Regions from separate parts of the Mus musculus genome. Here region 2 is linked to region 1. Evidence: chromatin contacts called from public HiChIP or PLAC-seq data. All regions are on one chromosome and are shown on one strand. The core of a region is the stretch at or near the end of the contact, and the rest is flanking DNA. Distances in the headings are between cores, read along the strand shown. Region 1 overlaps Me3 (malic enzyme 3, NADP(+)-dependent, mitochondrial). Region 2 overlaps Sytl2 (synaptotagmin-like 2).

Region 1 (6,217 bases), core at 2,697-5,196:
CAGTTCTAGATAAAGCTACTTCACTAGCCTGGAGCTGGAATGAGGGAGACACAGAACATAGCTCTAGGTGGTTATTGGTGTGTGTGTGTGTGTGTGTGTGTGTGTGTGTGTGTGTGTGTGTAGAAGCACAACATGAAGCACAGAATAAAGCTTATTTTAAAGAATATATATATATATATATATATATATATATATATATATATATATATATTCTATGTATGATTCTATGTGTACATGCATGTAGCCACAGAGTTCAGAAGAGGACATAAGATCCCTTGGAGCTGAATTTACAGGTGTTTGTGAACCTCCTGATGTTGATAATTAAGACTTGAATCCATCCTAGTGAATGAGCAGCAATAGTTCTTATTTGTTTTAGAAATGTTTGGTTTCTTTTAAAAATTCTTCTCTCATACATAACATTCCTACTGCAGTTTCCTCTCCTTCCACTGCTCCCCCTTCTCTGAACCCTCATATCCCCTTTCCCTCCAGATCCACTTCTCCCGTTTCCCTTCAGAAAAGAGCAGACCTCCCAGGGATATCAAACAAACACAGCACCAGTTACAACAAGACTAGGCACAAGTCCTCATATCAAGGGCAGATGAGGTAACCCAGCAGGAGGAAAAGAGTCCCAAGAGCAGGAGAAAGAGTCAGAGACATCTTCCACTCCCACAGTTAAGAGTCCCACAGGAACACCAAGCTACACAACCATAACATATATGCAGAGGACCTAGGACAGTCCCATGGAGGTTTTGTGACTGCTGCTTTGGTCTCTGTGAACCCTTATGAGCCCTGCTTGGTTGATTCTGTGTTCCCACGGTGTCCTAAACCCCTCCGGCTCCTACAATTCTTTCTTTTCTTCTTCCATGGGGCTCTCCAAGTTACACCTAATGTTTTGCTGTGGATGTCTGAATCTGCTCCATCCAGTTACTGGATGAATCCTCTCTGACGACCATTGGGCTAGGCACCAATTTGTTCTTCTGGCTGGCCAATAAACATTGTTTTAAGCATTGAGATTTTAGAATTATTTGTTTAATAACATGACATGACCATGGTTCTCTCTGCCGAACAACTTTTTGTTTTTTACAGGGATATCTCATATATAAAGCAAAACTTGACACTTTGGTGAAAGCAGAAGTGAGGGCCACACCTTTTTGAAGGAGTTCTCATTTTCTTCTTCCCCAGCTAGAGCTGAAAATGACAGCCTACATTACTGGAAATATGCTATGGGAGCAAATGATGGTTATGGAATTAGATTTCAAATGTGCATCTCATTTGACTAGACTGTTTGATGTTTAATGAGGCTTGGGCTGCATCTGTTTTATTCATAGCTGTAAAACTGTAGCCTGGCATGGTGCCATGCACACAACAGGTATTCTGCACAGTATATGAATTAGGGATGATGAGTGATGCAGGATGCAGGGCTGGAATGAGACAAAGCTAGACTCAGTTACAAACTGAGCACATAAACTTACTATCTCTAGATGGTCTTGTGAACATCTAAGCCATGGACATTGTGTGAGCTGGACTTAAATGTTAAAATCCGAACCCTCTGTACCGGTGACCTTATTTAGAGATGGTGTCTTTGTGGAATAGTCAATTAAGATGGTATCATTTGGTGGGGCCTTATTTAGAAGAGTTCTGGCCTTATTAGAAGGAAAGACAATGCCAGACAGAGGGAAGACTGGACATGCAGAGGTGGAAGCGGAGATTGGCCCCTATGTCTGTAAGGCATGGAAAGCAAAGGTTTGCCAGTAAACACTAGAGGCCTGGAAGGGCAGGGGAATGCTGTCCTCCAACACTCAAAGAGAACAGGACCCTGATTTCAGAAGTCCTGTTGTCCCAAGCCACTTAGCCTGTGATAACTTATTCCAACAAAACCTAGGACTTGAAGAAGCCAAGTTTCCAAATTTTTGTATTCTAGCCCTGAATAGTGGTCATCACAATTCCTTCTCCACATGGTTCCCAATTTTAAATTAAAAAAATTTCATTATTATTTTTCATTTTTTAATTTTTACTTCTTGTTAAGTTAGTCCTTTGATAATTTAATAGACAGTTTTGACACATTCTGGTTACTCTCTTCCCCTACCCTTTCTTATCTCCTCAAACATTTGTCAAGACTCACCCCCCTCCCTAATCTGTCCCTTTCCCAGATTAATGACTTTTGGTTTACTGTGTGACTCAATTGGCCTAATCTGTACAATCATCAGATGAATATCTGTTGGCTCATGGTAGGGTCACCAGTGGGTACACAACCAATGGCAATGACTGTCCTTTCCTTGAATCTGCTAGAAGGAAACAGTTCAGCCATGATAGGTAGGGCATGCTGAGTCTCTCTTCTCTGCTCTTGTCTGGTTGCTAATGTGTCCATTCTTGTGCAATCATCTACAGTTGCTGAGAGCTCATGATTGCAGTGGCTATGTATTGCCCAGTAGAAGGCATTTTACAGTTCATTTCCCTATCTTCTGGCTCTTATAGCACAATATTCTCTGAGTCTTGGAGGGGTGATATAGGTACCTTGTTTAGGGCTAAGCACTCCACTTTTTATTTATTTATGCTTAGCACCTTGTGAACTCATAGGTCTCTGTCTTCATCACACTTCATGAAATAGAGGAGAGGCTGCTCTGATTAAGGTCAAGAGTGATAACTGTTTGGCGTTAGTTGCCAAGTTGGCCTTGGTGAAATTTCCTGGCATGGCATGAGTAGTGCCAAAGTGAGCTTGTGCAGTCTAGGCTGGCCTCTAATAAACTTATTATGTAGTTGAGGATGACCTAGAATTCCTGATTCTCCTACCTTTCCCCACAGTGTGCTGGGATTACAGATGTTATGATGCTAGGGAACAAATCCAGGATTTCATAGATGCTAGTACTCTGCCAACTAAGCTAGATCTGTTAGAGTTTCCTGAGGGTAAATGCAGGTGAAGTTTCCCCCATCTATGGAGGCCTGTGAGTTACATCTTTGTCTCCAGTTTCCATCAGGAGGCAGGAAAATTTTCTTGACGTTGAGAATTCAATTACATTGGAGAGAAAGCAAAACAAAGATAGTGTTCACTCTTGAGAATGTTATTTTTTTTTTTTGAGAAAAAGTCTCTTAACCCTTATCTTGAGGTTTTGCAAGGGAATGACCCTTACACAGGTCCTAAAATAGACTTGGAAATAAATGACAACCCCAAACAACAAAACCCATTGAAATCCATAGCATTCATTTAGACTTCTTGGCACTGAGTCCAACACAAAAGGAAGACTTAATTAAAACAGGGTCAATTGCATCAGGCAAACCTCTGCAGTGGGCTCAGGAGGAGGGACCTGCACTTTCAACTCCATAACAAAGACTCATTGTTGACAGAAAACCACCATTCCACACATTTTTGGCTGGAAGGCAGCCTGTCCTCTGAAAAATCCACAAGAAGCTATTTTTAAAGCCCATTAGCACTTTGTTAAAGTCAGCTGCATACAGGAGAAACAATCTAAGACACGTAGGAACGGGATCTGCAAACCCTGAACCCATTGGGGACTCTGCAGACCAGATACCTACAGATTGTGAAGGGAAGACAAGACCCATGGTGTGTGCGACTTGGCTGCAGTGGGAGACAGGGTGCCTACAGACAGGGCAGGTGTCAGTGGGGGGTCACTCACACTCCATTGTTGGTTGTACTTTCACTCTTGAGGAACAGTTTATTTAAGCACCCTGAAGCGCCATAGCTTATTTCCTGTACCCTGGACTGCCCATCCTGTTTGGAGTCCACTTCCCTCTGAGGTGGGACTTTACAAAGGAAGTAGATGGGTGTGTTCCCATCCCCACCCAATGGAGGGCCCCTTTCCTTCTGACCTTCTTAGATGACAGTGAACAGTGAGTGAACTTGTTTTGGGTGTGAGGCTTAAAGTCACAGGCAATGATTTTTATCTAAGTGACACCAGAGACTGGGCCTTGGAGTGGGTAGGAATTATCTTGAACTCGCACACTTAAGGTTAATCATTACCTTTAGCTGGCATGGCTTCATGTAGTATGGTTTGTGGGAAGCATAATACTGGGCACATGGGATGCAAGGACAAATGTATTTGTCTCTGGTCCAGAGGGCATTCTAATTTAGGATCAGAAAAAAAATATAGCATAATAGAGTAAATAATGAAGTCATTATTGGAGGGTTAAAGATAAGCGTAGAATACTGGAACAGCTAAATCTCAGCGTGAAAAGGTGGAGTTGACTCAGAAAGCCAATTGGCCATTTCTTTTCCTGTTTCTCCTCCTGGCTGCTATAGAATAGGTTTCCTTAAGTAGATTCAGCATTACAAAAAGAGCCATAGTGCCGCCCGCTTCCAGTGATTCCCAGGGGTGTGGACTTATGCAACTGTATAAGCACAGTATTCCGTTAGGTGGCCAGTCTCTTTTTCTCCTTCCTTGAATGTGGGTCTGGAGCAGTGAAGACAGGGCAGGAGAGATTTCCCACCAGCCATAGGCTTGTGAGATTATTGGACCTTTCTCAATCTGTTTCCCCATCTGCAAAATGAAAGCAGTAGATCGATCACATAACTACTAAAACTCTATGGCTAACTGTCTACAATCTATCAGGGCTCACATAGGTCCCTGGAACCATTGTAATAACTTGGATTTGAAGCCAGACAGACTTGGATTTTAACCTCAGATCCAGTGCAACCTGGATTGTTCATCTCTAGAATGAAGCTGGAGTCATTAAATCCACCTTGTTCGATTAAGGATATCCATGCACATCAACACAGCACCATAGCAAAACAGCTTCTTCTTTTCTTCTTCTTCTTCTTCTTCTTCTTCTTCTTCTTCTTCTTCTTCTTCTTCTTCTTCTTCTTCTTCTTCTTCTTCTTCTTTTTCTTCCTCCTCCTTCTTCTTCTTCCTTCTTCTTCTTCTTCTTCTTCTTCTTCTTCTTCTTCTTCTTCTTCTTCTTCTTCTTCTTCTTCCTCCTCCTCCTCCTCCTCCTCCTCCTCCTCCTCCTCCTCCTCCTTCTTCTTCTTCTTCTTCGTCTTCTTCTTCTTCTTCTTTTTATTAGATATTTTCTTTATATACATTTCAAATGCTATCCCAAAAGTTCCCTATACCCTCCCTCTGCCCTGCTCCCCTACCCAACCACTCCCACTTCTTGGCCCTGGCGTTCCCCTGTACTGGGGCATAAAAAGTTTGCAATAACAAGGGGCCTCTCTTCCCTGTGATGGCTGACTAGGCCATCTTCTGCTACATATGCAGCTAGAGATAAGAGCTCTGGGGGTACTGGTTAGTTCATATTGTTGTTCCACCTATAGGGTTGCAGACCCCTTCAGCTCCTTGGGTGCTTTCTCTAGCTTTTCCATTGGGGGCCCTGTGTTCCATCTTATAGATGACTGTGAGCATCCACTTCTGTATTTGCCAGGCACTGGCATAGCCTCATACGAGACAGCTATAACAGGGTCCCTTCAGCAAAATCTTTCTGGCATATGCAATAATGTCTGGGTTTGGTGGCTGATTATGGGATGGATCCCCGGGTTGGGTAGTCTCTGGATAGTCCATCCTTTCATCTTAACTCCAAATTTTTGTCTCTGTAACTCATTTCATGGGTATTTTGTTCCCTATTCTAAGGAGGAATGAAGTATCCATTCATTGGTCTTCCCTCTTCTTGATTTTCTTGTGGCAAAACAGCTTCTTGATACGTTTCAAGTTGTGCTAGACAAGCTTGTCAGAAGAGTATAGGTCAGATCCCCCCAGAGACATTGAATTTCCTGTCTCTGCTCAGAGATGGGGTGACTGCATATTCTGGTTTCTGTTTGTCTTGATACAATTATGATTTGCTTTTTCCTTTTCACTCGAAAAACTTGCTGATCTGCAGATTTAGTGCATTACATTCATTTGGATGCCAACTAAAGAAATTCAAGGCTTTTTTGTTTGTTTGTTTCAATTTTTATTATCGTTGAGGGGTGGTGGTGCTCATGTGGAGGTCACAAGGCAACTTTTGTGGAGTCTGTTCTCTCTTTTCACCCTTGTGTGGGCTCTGGGGCTCAAACTCAGGTTGCCAGGCTTTTGCAGTTGGCACCTTTACCTACTGAGATGTCGTTGCCAATCCCACCCCCAGCTTGTTGTTGTTGTTTTTTAAAGCTCATTCTTTTGGCTGTATTGTTTGAATTCTTTCCCATATAGTTCTTAAGATCCAAATAATAAGGGGCTGGAAATATGTCTTGGTGACTAAGATGTTGGTTGTTGTTCTAGGGCAATGAATGGTT
Region 2 (6,617 bases), core at 3,607-6,106, 600 kb before region 1:
ATCATCTTTCTCTAAGTCATTTGATTTGTAGATCAGTTTTCTGGCTTTGGGGATTGGAGCTTTGGTATGAGACGCATTTTCAGGCTCTGTGGATACAGTTTGCTTTGGTTTCTCTAACTGCTGACGTGGCATATCTGGGATAGATGACTTTTCTTTTGATTCTGACAACTCACCTGAAAATTAAAATATATTAGGTGATATATTAAGTGGAGAGCAACTCTACAATTTAAGGGAGACCTAAGCTTAGTCTGCATCCAGTAAGCACTATGGAAATATTAAAGATGGTAAGGGGGGCTGCATAAATGCAGACCTAATGGGAAAAGCACTTACAGACCTGCATGTTAGTACACAGATGACTTCCACAGTAGAAACGTTATTCTATGACACTACAATGGCAACACACAGCATTATACATTTGCCCAAAGCCATGGAATGTAGAACACCAAGGGTGGCTCCCTGATGTAAACTATTTACTCTGGATGACAAAGATGTTTCAAGGTAGCTTGTCCGTGTGTTGTGTGATATGGTAGTTTGAATGAAAGTGGCCTGCATAGGCTCATATATTTGAATGTTTTCTGCCTACTTAGTGAAACTGTTTGGGAAGGATTAGGAGGTATGGCCTTGCTGGAGGAGATGTGTGACTGGGAATGGGCTTTGAAATTTCAAAAGCCCATCCATTCCCAGTTAGCTTCCTAGCTTCCTCTCTCTCTCTCTTTCTCTCTCTCTCTCTCTCTCTCTCTCTCTCTCTCTCTCTCTCTCTCTCTCTCTCACTTTCTCTCTCTCTCTCTTCTCTATTTTCCAGTAAGACATAGCTCCTAGCTTCTGTGCCAACACTATGGCTGCTACCATGTTCCCTCCATGATGTCATAAACTCACCCTGTGTAACTGTAAGCAAGCCTCCAAATCATGGCATCTCTTCACAGCAATGAAAATCATGAAAGCTTTATAACTTTCATAGTTATAAAAAACATGCCACTCTGGTAGCAGATGCTAACCATGAAGGAGGATCTGCACGTGTGGGAATAGGGCATATATAAGTATTGTATATACATTCGGTTAAGTATTATTTTAAACAACTCTTCTCTTAAAACTGATGTACAAAAGCTGGTAAGATGGTTCAGAGGGTAAAGGCATTTTCCACTCAAGTCTGGCAAACTGAGTCCAATCCCATGAAATCCACAAAAAGTAGCCAGAGAGAACCAAGTCCACAAAGTTGCTATCTGACCTCTATATGTGTGCACACATGGGATGCGAAAGTACAAAAGGCACTACGAACATATAGAGAGACGATTAAAGAGAAAGGAAAGAGAAACAAAATGAAAATATAGAGAGAAGCAAAAATATCACATATTTTTCTTATGTGAAATCAAGGTGTGCGTGCGTTCGTGTATGTGTGTGTGTGTGTGTGTGTGTGTGAAATAAAGGCTGAAAGTGGGGGGGGGGTATTTTCCACAAGTTGGAGAACTAAGCAGGAGAGGGAAGGATGGAGGGAGGCAGTGGGAATTAATGCAAGCAAGATACAATGAAATATATGTGTAAGATGTCATAACAAGATTTCTTGTATGTAAAAATTATTGAAAATATTACCGTGCTTTATTTGCTTGGTGACACTTTTTACTGATTATAAAAACATTGCAAATAGAGTTTGAAGGGGCTTGAAAGATGTCTCAGTGATTAAAAGCACTTGTTGTTTTTACAAAGGACCTTGGTTTAATTCCCAGCATCTACATGGTGGCTCACAACCATCTGTAACTCCAGTTCCCAGAAAATCTGATGCCCTCTTCTGAACTATGAGGGCACCAAGCATGCATAAAATAATTTTTGAAAACTTTTTAAAAATTTCTCAAAGGAGGCTGAAAGAAAAATACAAACACCATCTTTTAAAATTATATATTAAAACCATAAAAAGTAACTCAATGCTTAAAATAAAAATTCCAATACCTAAGACTAATGTCTTATCAAAAAAGTTTAAAAAGAGCTAACATGCTCCAATGGCTTTTTTCCTACATGATATTTGTGTATTGTAAAGTGTACCCAATGGGAAACATATTAAGACAGGCTAATAGAAGGTTCTAGATCACTGTCCAACTCTTTCCCATCTTTGACTAATCTTCAGTGAGTGATATCACCCTACAGTTGCTTTTGAAGAGACAGAATTTCCTCTTCCTGGCATGTAAACTTCCACAAGTGACAAACTTAGCTCAGTCAAACCACACACATGATCAAACCCTCCTGAGCAGAAAGCTTTGACATTTCTTCCTGGGACCACTTTAAATTTTTTTTGTCAACTTCTTTTAAACAGACAACAGTGTTGGCACGTGGTAGGCATGCAAGCAATACTATTATGTGAAAGACTGCATGCCTCTGGGTCAAAACTTTTCCATGTCACTGCTGAGGGACCTGAGAGCACGGAGGTCACAGAACAAGTGGCAACACCAGGACTGGAATGTGCAGACATTCAGTCCCTGCTATCTAGACAATGGACAGAGCGGCAGAAGAAAACCATCAAGACTTCTCACTTTCTCCAGGGAGTTATTTTAGTGAAAAGAACTCTGAGCATTTCCCCCCTGTCCACAGATAACAAAGATAAAAATAGCTAGGCCAGAAAAATAATATTTACCCTCTTTTGAAATCTGAAATAAACCAGCTTTTCCAGTTTTTGACTGCTCGGGTTTGGTTTGTTGCAAGGAGTGATCTTCCGGCAGCTTGGGGCTGTTGAATGGATTCTTCCTTTGCTGGGGAAAAATTGTGTTTATTAAACGTGGTTTAAATGTCATAACAGCGACCCCGTGTTACCAAATGCTTATGAGCACACATATTTGATAGCTTTAACCAGTCCAATCTAGGCATGTTAGGGCCTAGAGCAACTGTTTAGTTTGGTTAGCATAAAATTACTCTGCATAATACAAAAGACATAGGTACAATTATATAAAGTATATGCATAGCCAAAGTCCTTTGAGTCAGATCAGAAGTGCATTTTATTGGTAACAACGACCCTGATTGATAGTAAAGGTCTGGTCAAGGGCAAGGAAATCCTAGCTTTCTAACTAGGTCAGATTCTCAGTAGGGCCCTTCCTACCACATGACTTACTTACTACATTAGATAACCGTTCTTTCAAAGTTACTTGCATGATGACTTCAGTCATCTTGAGGCGCTTCATCATCATTACTATGGACAACTCTGAAAACACAGGCTTAAGTACGTTCAGACTGGCTTTGTTGCTGTTTTGAGACAGGGCCTTCCTACACAGGCTACACAATGGCCTAGGCTTCACAACATTCCTGCCTCTGATTTTTCATATTAATATAACTGACTATAAATGATGACTGCTTGTAGTTTTACAAATAGTCAGTTTCTCCTGGAAACAGACCTCCAAGAGACATTCGAGAAGCTATGCCTAAAAGTAAGGACCGTGGTAGAATGGACAAGCCACATTCCATAGCCCACGAACGGCAATGCCATAGAGGATTTTTACCTTTCACTTTTTTACCAGAGTCTCACTATGCGTCCTAAGCTGGCCTGGAACTCCCAGAGATCTTACTGTGTCTGTTCTCTGCTCATCCCAAGGCCTGGGATTAAATGATGGGTCACCACCTGGCTCTTCTAAAAACAATTTTAAGGTTTAATTATGTGTATGTGATGGGGGTGGGTACTGAGCATGCAGGGGCTCACAGAAGCCAGAAGCATTGGGTCTCTGGAGCTGGAGTTACAGGCAGTTAAGAATCTCATGTCCTCTGCATGAACAGTGAACTCTCTTCAGCACTAAGGCAACCCATCTCTTCTGCCCTTAAATTGTTTAACTATTGGGGACAGAAAGAAAGCTGGACCTTTAGCAACACAAACATAATAATTATCAACTTTATCCACCCCCGGAGTAACTTCTTAAACTAAATACCCAAATTATGTACATCTGATGCACACAATGAATTATAGGAGTCTCTGTATTTTGTTTTGCTTTAACATGATGGGAAATTTGGCACTCTTGCCGATAATGAGATTTTAACCATCTGGGCTCCATCTACCTTGGGCAGAGACACAGCTGGAGTCCTCGTACTTTCCTGGGACATATCAATCACACTGGAAGCTGGATCCACCAAACTGGAACTGCAAAAGAAACCATCACTCAGAAAATAAAATCTCACCCTGTCCGAGGCATCGATCATGGCTCCACGGCCAAGAGCTTCTAAGACAGGAGAAGTGGGGAAGGTTACAAGATCAAACTGCAAGAAGGGAGAAGAAACTGGGCTCCAGCCATGATTAGGGACCAAAACAAAGGCAATGGTGAGACAAAGATGTAAGGGCAGCATGAGAGAAGACAAAAACACCTATTAGGGTCCCTGAAGACGTCCAGGGTACAGGCACACAAGAGGTTCACTCACAACTTCAACTTGCAGAAATGAACTCGTTTCAAACTTAGATCTAAGATAAGATACACGTGAGAAAGTGAGCAATGGGCTTTATGGCTGAAATAAAGTCACAAAATCTTAATCCCATGGCAGTGTTCCTCCTAATACATATAAAATATAACTGAAGCAGAGACTGGATAAGGCAAGTGACCTGCCAAGGAGATAGAATGACCAAGTCAGATAACTATACACAAAAGCTAGTGGGTTACAGCAATCTCTTATGACCATCGTTCCAACAAGCTAATAGATGAGTTCTTACCCCGGTACAAAAGAAAAGTACCAGAAGGCCATTGAGAAAGTGGGGGATGGGTAGATGGCAGCTATTTGAAAGAAGTCCACAGGATTTTCTAAACCATGATGCCCTTGCCAAAGGCTGCACAGCCCCCGGGGTGAAAGTAAACAAAGAGTGCCAAGAGCATGATGAGTTGAGCAGGCCACTCCCTTGACTATGAGTAAGAAGAAAAGTGGGTCACAGAATCCCAGGACAGGAGGGAAATCTGCTTGCTGAGAAGGCTTGCTCCAGGGAGCTTTGCCATAGACATAAAAAAAAAAAAAATGAAGTCACTGTTGGCTGGAACTGCTGCTCCCTCTCAATCTCTACCGGTTCTTAGTGACATCAGAATCAGGAGCTTGGAAAAATCCTCTGAAGGGGATGGCTTTTCCCCTCATGGCAGAGGAACAGAAACCCAGGCAAGGAAACAATTCACCCTAGGGTCATGGAACCTTGCCAAAGATTGCTGCCACTAAACCCCAAGGCTAGCAATTTGTGGTTTCATTTCTGTATTTGAACTGCTATTTTTTTTCTCATTAAGCTCTTAAGAAAATCATCCTTCCTTCCATCACCTTCCTTATTGATCCAAAAAGAAAGTACATCGGAGGAGGTGTCATTTACAGCCCCGTCACACAAAGCCAAAGAAAGGGGAAGGCAGGACATATGAAACGGAAAATACAGGAAGAACTTGTAATGGAACCAAAATCTGGACATAGTTGATAGGAAATCTATTCCTGTACTAGGTGGACGCAAAGTCAAATTAAGTTGTCAAAAAGAAGCATGGCCACTGATAGAATTTGGTGTCCACATGAAAGGCCAACACCTCAGAACTGAGAGGCCATTTCTCTCCAGTGTCACTTTAAGTGGTCAGTAGGGGAACCTAGCCAATTACCCAGTGCTAGGTAGACCATGGGCCTTGAGGAGAACCTACAATTGCCACCCTATTAAACTAGCACAATTCCTAACTACATTTTAACTATTTGTCCTTATACCCACATATAACTTTATCCTTCATCCATCACCAAGGAAAGTTCTTTGCAACAGATAGTGACCATTACAGAAAAACATAACAGGTCAAAATGCAGAACTGTGCAGCCCAACCCCAACTGATAGACAGATAACACAACTTCTGTACCTTATACACAGGGATCATTGTGGAAGAGGGGACAGAAAGACTATAAGAGAGGGAGTTTGTTGTAAGATTGTGTCTCCTAGAAATGTCAGAGGCTACACCCATCGAAGTCTTACCAGAGTGGCTGCTGAAGTGTGAGCTGAACAAGAACAGCTCCAATAGCCATGCTAACACGAATGGGGAAAGCCCATCCATACAAAGCCTACCATACACAGGAATGCTGAGAGCAAGAGAGATAGTCTTCCTCGGGAAGAGTACACCAATTAATTATCCAATAATGGCCAACTCTAAAACCATATACATACAAGTAACATTAAGCATTCCGAACAGGTTGTGTTTATTCACACAGGTAACAACAATTGAAAAAGAGGCCGTGGATGTGAAAGAAAGCAAAGGGGAGTATATTGGAGGGTTCTGAGGGAAGAAAGGGGAAATAAATGTAATAAATTCCCCACAAAATGGGCCAGTGTGAAATCTGATGAACAGTATACACCAGATGCCTGACACAGTGTAAATGATCTCCTTTATTAAGTAAAGCAGCTGGAAAATCGGAGGGTCTGACCCAGACACGGAGACTGGCTGTCACCAAGGGGCAGACATGTCCTAGACATGTCCTTATTATATCTTACTCCTTCCCACTTTCTTATTTACTTATTTATTTTAATTAGGTATTTTCTTCATTTATATTTCAACTGCTATCCCAAAAGTCCCCCATGCCCCCCCACTCCCCTCCTCACCCACTCCCACTTCTTGGCCCTGGCATTCCCCTGTACTGAGGCATATACAGTTTGCAAGACCAAGGGGCCT

The links. HiChIP or PLAC-seq counts read pairs in DNA pulled down with a chosen protein or histone mark.
Region 2: a contact with region 1 is called in an HNF4G HiChIP or PLAC-seq map of pancreatic cancer cells. The contact joins two enhancer-like sites. A contact is called at or near these places in 1 of 115 datasets of contacts at active chromatin or transcription factors (pancreatic cancer cells) and 1 of 9 other capture datasets (embryonic stem cells).

What each region holds. Positions count from the first base shown.
Region 1 is chr7:89,771,195-89,777,411 of GRCm38.p6, reverse strand. The region is part of intron 3 of Me3 (malic enzyme 3, NADP(+)-dependent, mitochondrial); the gene reads right to left. Among named protein-coding and RNA genes, the nearest start is that of Ccdc81, 130 kb to the left of the region's middle. Within about 2 kb of position 3,946, at least 76 of the 459 cell types and tissues checked have an H3K27ac peak or open chromatin away from gene starts, as enhancers often do. A contact at or near this core is called in pancreatic cancer cells, where this site is marked.
Region 2 is chr7:90,368,945-90,375,561 of GRCm38.p6, reverse strand. It overlaps Sytl2 (synaptotagmin-like 2), which reads right to left. Exons shown (of 20, transcript NM_001368878.1): 5 at 4,024-4,105; 6 at 2,621-2,735; 7 at 1-173. Among named protein-coding and RNA genes, the nearest start is that of Ccdc89, 54 kb to the left of the region's middle. Within about 2 kb of position 4,856, at least 76 of the 459 cell types and tissues checked have an H3K27ac peak or open chromatin away from gene starts, as enhancers often do. A contact at or near this core is called in pancreatic cancer cells, where this site is marked.